Regions from separate parts of the Rattus norvegicus genome. Here region 1 is linked to region 2. The links are chromatin contacts, called in public Hi-C maps. All regions are on one chromosome and are shown on one strand. Each heading gives the region's core, a stretch centred on a gene start, on an enhancer-like site or on the middle of the called end of the contact. The rest is flanking DNA. Distances are from core to core; before and after follow the strand shown. Region 1 overlaps Fgf1 (fibroblast growth factor 1). Region 2 has its middle 83 kb from the start of Spry4.

Evidence for each region. Hi-C and Micro-C count contacts between places; a contact is called where the count stands out from the background.
Region 1: a Hi-C map of liver shows a contact between it and region 2, with 2.9 times the contacts expected there. The contact joins two enhancer-like sites. A contact is called at or near these places in 3 of 12 Hi-C or Micro-C datasets (kidney, liver and mammary epithelial cells).

What each region holds. Positions count from the first base shown.
Region 1 is chr18:30,949,434-30,953,107 of GRCr8, reverse strand. The region is part of intron 2 of Fgf1 (fibroblast growth factor 1); the gene reads left to right. It also overlaps a transcript of Arhgap26 not described here. Among named protein-coding and RNA genes, the nearest start is that of Fgf1, 10 kb to the left of the region's middle. Within about 2 kb of position 2,092, at least 23 of the 93 cell types and tissues checked have an H3K27ac peak or open chromatin away from gene starts, as enhancers often do. A contact at or near this core is called in kidney and liver, where this site is marked.
Region 2 is chr18:30,783,365-30,786,910 of GRCr8, reverse strand. It overlaps a transcript of Arhgap26 not described here. Among named protein-coding and RNA genes, the nearest start is that of Spry4, 83 kb to the right of the region's middle. Within about 2 kb of position 1,295, at least 7 of the 93 cell types and tissues checked have an H3K27ac peak or open chromatin away from gene starts, as enhancers often do. A contact at or near this core is called in kidney and liver, where this site is marked.

The DNA.
Region 1 (3,674 bases), core at 843-3,342, 170 kb before region 2:
TTCATGAAAAGGCTGCTTTTGACAGCAGAATGCTGCTCCCGAGAGATAAGTAGCTAAGTGTCCACTTTTGACACAGAGTGTGTGAGAGATGCCATAGACCAGGGTGTCTCTCCTTGTAGCTACACTTCTGCATTTACTCGTCCAGTTATTTACTGGGCGTCTCTCCTGCAGGGCCGCCTGAGTACAAGGACTCTGGCTCTTAATGCTCCACACTGCAGCTTTTGTGTCCAGCGTACCGACTGTCCCTTGGTTCAGTGCCCGGTGAGCATTGAATTTGATGAGCCACCGACTTGCATTGTTGGCAGAGAAATTTAAACCCAACAATATCTCAAGAAATGCCAGTCAAGCACTGACACACGCTAGGCCCTGCACAGGTCATTCCTAGCTAACAACAGCCCTCCGGGGTTGCTAGTCACCATTGTGCTGAAAACCCAAAAGCTAACAGGATGTGACCAGCCCCTCACAGGGACAGCATGTGGAAATTATTTCTCTGTCCTAATACTAACCTGCTCTTCCTGAGGATCCCACCACCCTGGTACTAACATTTTCACCCCACAAACTAATTACATTGGTGCACTTATCCTAGCGCGTGGTACAGACAAGCAAGGACAGGTTGATGTCTTCTGACTGTGTTTACCAGAGCTGGGCCACCTTGTGGCAGTTAGTTTTCCTCTCGGTGCCTCAGTTTCCTTGTCTTGAAGACAGGCATGCTAACAGTTATCTATGTCCCTGGAAAGTAGGGATGTGAGATGTGATGTTTCTGAGGGTGTCCAGCACACTGTTGGGCCCCTAAATGTTCAAAACGGTGACATTCCCCATGGTTGTCACTGTCTTCCTAAGACTGATAGCTGGCCATGAAATTAAATGTTAAGCTTGTTCACAGGATTTCCAGTGACTGTACACCCCAGCTTCTCTGGGACTGTGTCAGTTGGAACGCCTGCAACCTGCCGCAGAGCCACAGCCTGCCCATGCCATAGCCCATCAGGTTCTTCCCACTTGGCTTCCATGGCACAGAAGCCACCAATGTCAAGAGCTCTCTGCTTGTCTGCCAGAGTGTCCTCTCTGGCGAAGGCTTGCCAGGACTTACTCTTACTCAACAACTGGAACAGCAGCTGTACAGACAGCAAGGGCACACCACTCTTGAACATCCCTAAGCTCCAGCCTCCTCGTGGAGCCTACAGCCCTACAGCCTCCCCCAGCGCGTAGGAAAGAGACCGGGGGTAGGAGAGGGGGGATCCTCCACACTCTCGCCACACAGATGGAAATGTTCTTCAGCCGAGTGTGTGCCAATCAAATATTTATAAATCTAGCCACATCCTAAAGGCACCAGGGGAGTTTGCTGGTCCAAAGGATCTTACTGCATTGCCCTGGATACAAGCAGACCACACTCTAGTGAAATCCCTCCCTGCAGACTGTTTGGGGGGAGTCCAGACTTCCGTTGTCTGGTCTGATGGGAATCCACATTTAATGGCAAAGGCATCTTATTCCCCACCAGCTTGGCCTCCGAGTCAGAGCAGCCTTCCAAATAACCACATTGGGGAGGTCTGGGCCCTGATGCTGTAGCCAGAGAGAGGGGCGGGCCTACAGGAAGGAATGTCCCCCCAACAGGGTACACCAGCCTGCCACATGTGGTACATCAGCCTCCCAGGTCCCTGAGTCTAACCCAAGACCCCTTATTTGATTACAGGGGAATTCTTCTAGAGAAGCTACATTATACATATGAATGAACACACACGCAAATGTGTTAGTCAATCTCTGGGCTAAATAAAAAAATTCACTGACTTTTTTCCAGATGTTAAAAGACAAGACACCTTCACAAATGTTAGCACAAACTCTTTTCCATATGTATGTACACACACACACACACACACACACACACACACACACACACACACACACTGAAAACCACTGGAATTTTCCCCCCTCCAGTCCATTTTTCCTCTTGTCTGTCTTTTAATGTTTTGCAAAGCCTGGCTTGTGGTTACACTTTAATTATAAACTCCACTGACATAAAACAACCTGGCTGAGTTCTGAATGAGGCTGACCTCACTCTGAGTAAACACAACCAAGGACGGGAAGTCTCCAACCCAGAATAAACTGGGCACGTAATCTCTGTGGCCTCTCCCCAGGCAGGAGGCAGAAAGGGCAGGCCATGCCACACAGGAGTGAGGCCCTCCTTTCTGGCTTCCAAGATACCAGCTGTCGCCTTAGCAGTAAAGATCCCTAGCGCAGGACAGGAGTAGATAGGGGTGTGGCCCCTGAGCTCACCACTCTTGGCACTAGCTACCTTGGATTCTTTTCCCTTCTTTCTGCTCTTAGAAAGTAAGGGATCATGTACCTCTCTATGAACAAGCTTTGGTTACGGCTGCGTGGAAGCTAATGGTCACATACAAGAAAACGGACGCAGCTATGCCTTAGATATACAGCACTAGGACCCAGGTGGAGGCTAGTGGAGCCTCTGGAAAGCGCTGGGCTCCTCTTCAGAAGGAGCTGTAAGTACCCAGAGACCACAGGGTGTTGAACACTGAGTGTAAAACAGGAGTGCAAGCCACCAAGGTGATCTCGTACATTTCAGGCTGATACTTATGTTTTGTATTCTCAAACCAACACCTTTCAACATCTATGCTTAGCACAAACCAGGTCCTAGGTTCAATGCCCAGCACCAAAAACCAAAACCAGAATCAAAACAAAACACCTAAAGGTACAAGCCTGCATCTCCTCAGGAAACATAGGGCCACAGATCCACCAAACACTTGGAGACCGCACTTCATGGTTGCCATAACAGTACTTGGGAGACTGAGGCAGGAGAATCACTGCAACTGCCAGATTCAGCCTGGGCTACAGAGTAACACGTTGATAGTTTAAAAAAAAAAAATCTACCACATAAGCCTTTTCCAACTCTCTTCAAATCAATTTTTATAAGGCTCTGAATTTCTGAAGAAATTTCCTATTGACCACTAGGTTGTCTTTAGAAAGCTGTTTCCTGTTCTGCTAAATCAAGATTTGCCATCTCCATCTTGGAACTGAGCTAAAGGAAGTACTCAGTTAGCTGTGCACTTTGTTTTTCAATAATAAGCACCTTGAAATGGCCAGGCCTGCTGCCTTTCCTGCGTACACCCAGCAGGTCTCTCCCCAGTGAGGACACCATTCACCTGGTGGCGGGTGTTGACCACAGAGAATGTAGGCTCCTGTGACTCCCCATCTCATCCGCATCCCACCCCTGGTACTTCTGGGTCCTAAGGGTGCTTGTATCTTATGGATTCCCTGTACTCAAGCCTGAGATGGGTCACAGATCACTTCAGACATCACCAGGAGCAAGAATTGAGTCTTTGGGCCAGCAAGGTAGCTTGGTAGGTAAAGTACTTGCTTGCAAGTCTAAAACCTGAATGTGGTTTGGTTTGGTTTTGTTTTGTTTTGTTTTGTTTTGTTTTGTTTTGAATAGAATCTGCGTAAAGCTTTTGGAAAGAGAGAACTGACTCCAGAAAGTTGTCTTCTGACTTCTACACTTAAGTCACAGCATGCACACCCCCTTCAATACACACTTCATACACACACAATAAAGGACAAAGGAAGCTGGAGAGATGGCTCAGTGGTTAAGAGCACTGGCTGCTCTTCCAGAGGACCTGAGTTCAATTCCCAGCAACCACATGGTGGCTCACAACTACGCCCCCTTC
Region 2 (3,546 bases), core at 46-2,545:
GTTCATGGTCACAAGAGCCTTGTTGTAAAACTTCACCCACCACCTCTCTATCCAACAACCTGAGTTCATTCTTTATTTCAAGGTGGGGAGTAAAGTAGAAGAAGCCATGTCCAGAGTGCATAGAGGGAGAAAAGAAAACAGTTGTCATACTGTAATGGCGGTGGTAACTGACAGGGACCCAGAATCACCAAGGAAAGCATTTTCTGGAAGTTTCTGGGCACGCGATGAGGGAGTAGCTACAGCATAAATGGAAGTAGAAGAGCCATGGGCAACATCATTCCACAGTTCGCAGCCCCACACTGAATGAAAAGGAAAACACGTGTTTAGCATCCACATTCACGTCTCTGTTTCTTCAATGTGACCAGCTACCTCACATCCCCTGCGAGCCAAAATTAACCCTTCCTTAGGTTGCACCTTCCAGTAATCTGCCACAGCCACGAGGCACATAACTAAAACAGTGATCATCATCCCTTTCTTCAACTTTTTATTACATTTGTTTATTTGTGTGTACATGTATGTGCACATACATGTATCCGAGCAATGTGTCGTGGTGCCCATATGGTCAGAGGACAACTTTCTGGGTTCAGTTTTCTCCTTCAACTATGTGGGTTTCAGAGACTGAACTCAGGTTGCCAGGTTGGGCGGCAGGCACCTTCAACCGCTCAGTCACTTCAGCCATAACTTCCCTCCCCCAACCCTCCCCTGGTGCTGGTAACAATCACAGGGTCTCATTACCACTAGACATGCCCCCAGTCCCATAGCTACATTCTTTAATAACAGATATATTTATCAAGTACTCAAGTGTAGTGCCATAAACACTGAAAAGTGCTTTTCAAATCCTTCGTCTTACTCAATCCTCACAATAACCCCGTAGGAAAAGTGTATAATTTCCTTCCCTCACTTTACAGATAAACCTAAGACTCAGCATAAATGGGCACAAGTCGACACAGTTAGTAAATGGGGCACTAGGTCTCTAAGCCAAGTTCAAGTTCTTGACCACTAAGCCCCACGCCTGTCTCCCACAGAGGAAATTACTCGCTTCCTACTCTGTCCAGTGCACAGACGAGGCAGTCTGAAGGCCACCAGGCTCCCACCAGGATCACCATGTTATTGAGGGATCCAGCCAGGATGCTGGCTGGCTCACCCAGACACAGGTGCACCCAGGGCTCAGCTCTCAGCCCTCCATTATGCTGCGTTCATTACACAGGAAGACTCCGAGGTCAGGCTTTCAGGTCCTAGCCCTTTCCTCATTATCTGCCCGAGCATCAGCGTTCTTCCAAGCCCGGTATTGACTTGCTTTGTTCCTGGCTGCCAGCCCATCTCCATTAGATCCCAGGCATTTGAGCAAAGTACACAGGTATCCAGTTCTAACTGAATGGAATGGACTCGCCATCCCTCCTCCTCTGTAATTTTGGGCAGAGTCTGAGAGGATTTAGAAGGTGTCATTGACTTGGAATTACAGTTCATTGTTACAGGATGAATTTCCGGACTATGCTGAAGAGAGCTGGGCACCCCACACACACACACACACACACACTTACACAAGCAGCTTTGTTCCTATCTAAGTGTCCCTCTGATTGCATTGTGCTCATTCACTCAGGACTGCGCTGATTCTCAAGGCAGAGCCATGACAAAGGAAACTCAGCTTCCTATGGAGCTTCACATAGGCAGCCTTCACACAGGCATGGGTCTCTGTCACTGTATCCTCACCCCTACCAACTGTCACTAACTTTTAGAGTTCCTCCCCTACCAAACTCTTTGCGTGCCTTTGTCTGACAGACGTGCAGCCAAGTCTTTTTAAATCAGGGTATTTGCCTGGCCAGTATCCCAGGTTCTTTGCTATGCCCGGGTGATAGAAACGACTACAGACTGAGCTGGTAGCTGACTGGTTGTGTTTTCTATACTGCACATCTGTCAATTGTGCAGAGTGAATTTAGGCATCTAGATATGGATACCTACTTGGGAGGAAGGACTTGCGGGGAGAGCTCTGAGCCTGTGAAGATCCTGAAGCAGATGGTGCTGAGTTTAAAAAAACAAAAACAAAACAAGACCATAATATTATGGTCCACCTACGCTGCTAATCCTCACCCTCCCCCACACAGCTGTGAACACAAAAGTGGCTAAGAGTTCAGGGACCCCCAACTCACCTGCGGGAACCACGTGCAGGACAAAGCCCCTTTCTCAGCTGCCCTACTAACCTCCGTCCATCTCCTGAGTCACTTAAGAACTGTAATATATGTATGTATATATACATGCAGCTAATCAAAGCAGTTTACAAAAATTGTTAAAATTTTTAATTTTTAAAATTGACATTTATTCTTTCTCTGCGTGTGTGTGTGTGTGTGTGTGTGTGTGTGTGTGTGTGTGTGTGTGTGTTCATGCAGGGAACAACTTAAGCCTGTTCTCTCCTTCCACCATGGTGGGTCCCAGGGATCACACTCAGGCTGAGCTATCTCATTAGCACATAAAATATTTTTTAACTTCTAGTAGGTGCTAATACAGCCTTAAATTTTTTTCTCAGTCTTTTCATTCCAGCACTCAGGAGGAAAGGGAAGGTGGATTTCTATGAGTCCCAGGCCAGCCTAGACTACAGGGTAAGTTCCAGGCCCGTCAGAGACAGTGAGACCCTGTCTCAAAGCATTATTTTTTAAACCAGAGCTGAGTGTGATGGTGCCCACCTGTAACCCCAGCCCATGGGAAACAGAACTGCAGGATGGATTGCTTAAGGACAGCCTGGGTACACTGTGAGACAAAGGGCGTGACTGGCAGCCTCTCTGGCCTAGCCTTCCCCAAAAGCATACGCTGGCTGTAGTTTGGCTTTTTAGCACTTCCTCCTTCAATAGTACCGTGCTGTGTTCTGCATGGCTGGCTAATCTGACCGCCACAGCCTCTAACTGGGCCTCTAGCAACGTCTTCCCAAACCACGTAATGGGAAATAACACCAAGAGCAAAGCCCAGCCCCAGCGCAGGGCAGAGTTCAGAAGTGCAGAATCCAACCTGATTCAGACTCCCTTCCTTCAAGCCAACAATGAGGCTGTCATGGTGAGAGATAGTAAGGCGCTCTGGTGCATCATGGTCCAGTAGGGGAACAGGAATGCACATCTTTTAAAGAGCTAGAGCAGGGCAGAGGGGCTGGAGAGATGGCTCAGGGGTAAGGTATGTTTGTTGCTCTTACAGAGGTTTCAGGTTCAATTCCCGATGGTCACATGGTGGTTCATCAGGTTCTAGAAGATCTGACACCCTCTCCTGACCTCTGCAGGCACCAAGCACACACATGGTGTGCATATGTGTGTGTGTGTGTGTGTGTGTGTGTGTGTGTGTGTGTGTGTGTATGTAAGCAAAACACGGGTATGTAAAATGAATAAATCTAGCTGGGCCTGGCGGAGCACACCTTGGATCCTGGTACTTGGGAGGCAGAGGCAGACGGATCTCTGTTGAATTTGAGATCAGCATGTTTAGAAAGCAACTTCCAGGACAGCCAGGACTATTACACATAGAACTTTGTCTCAAAAAAAAAAAAAAACTGAAAAAAAAGAAAGGAAAAGA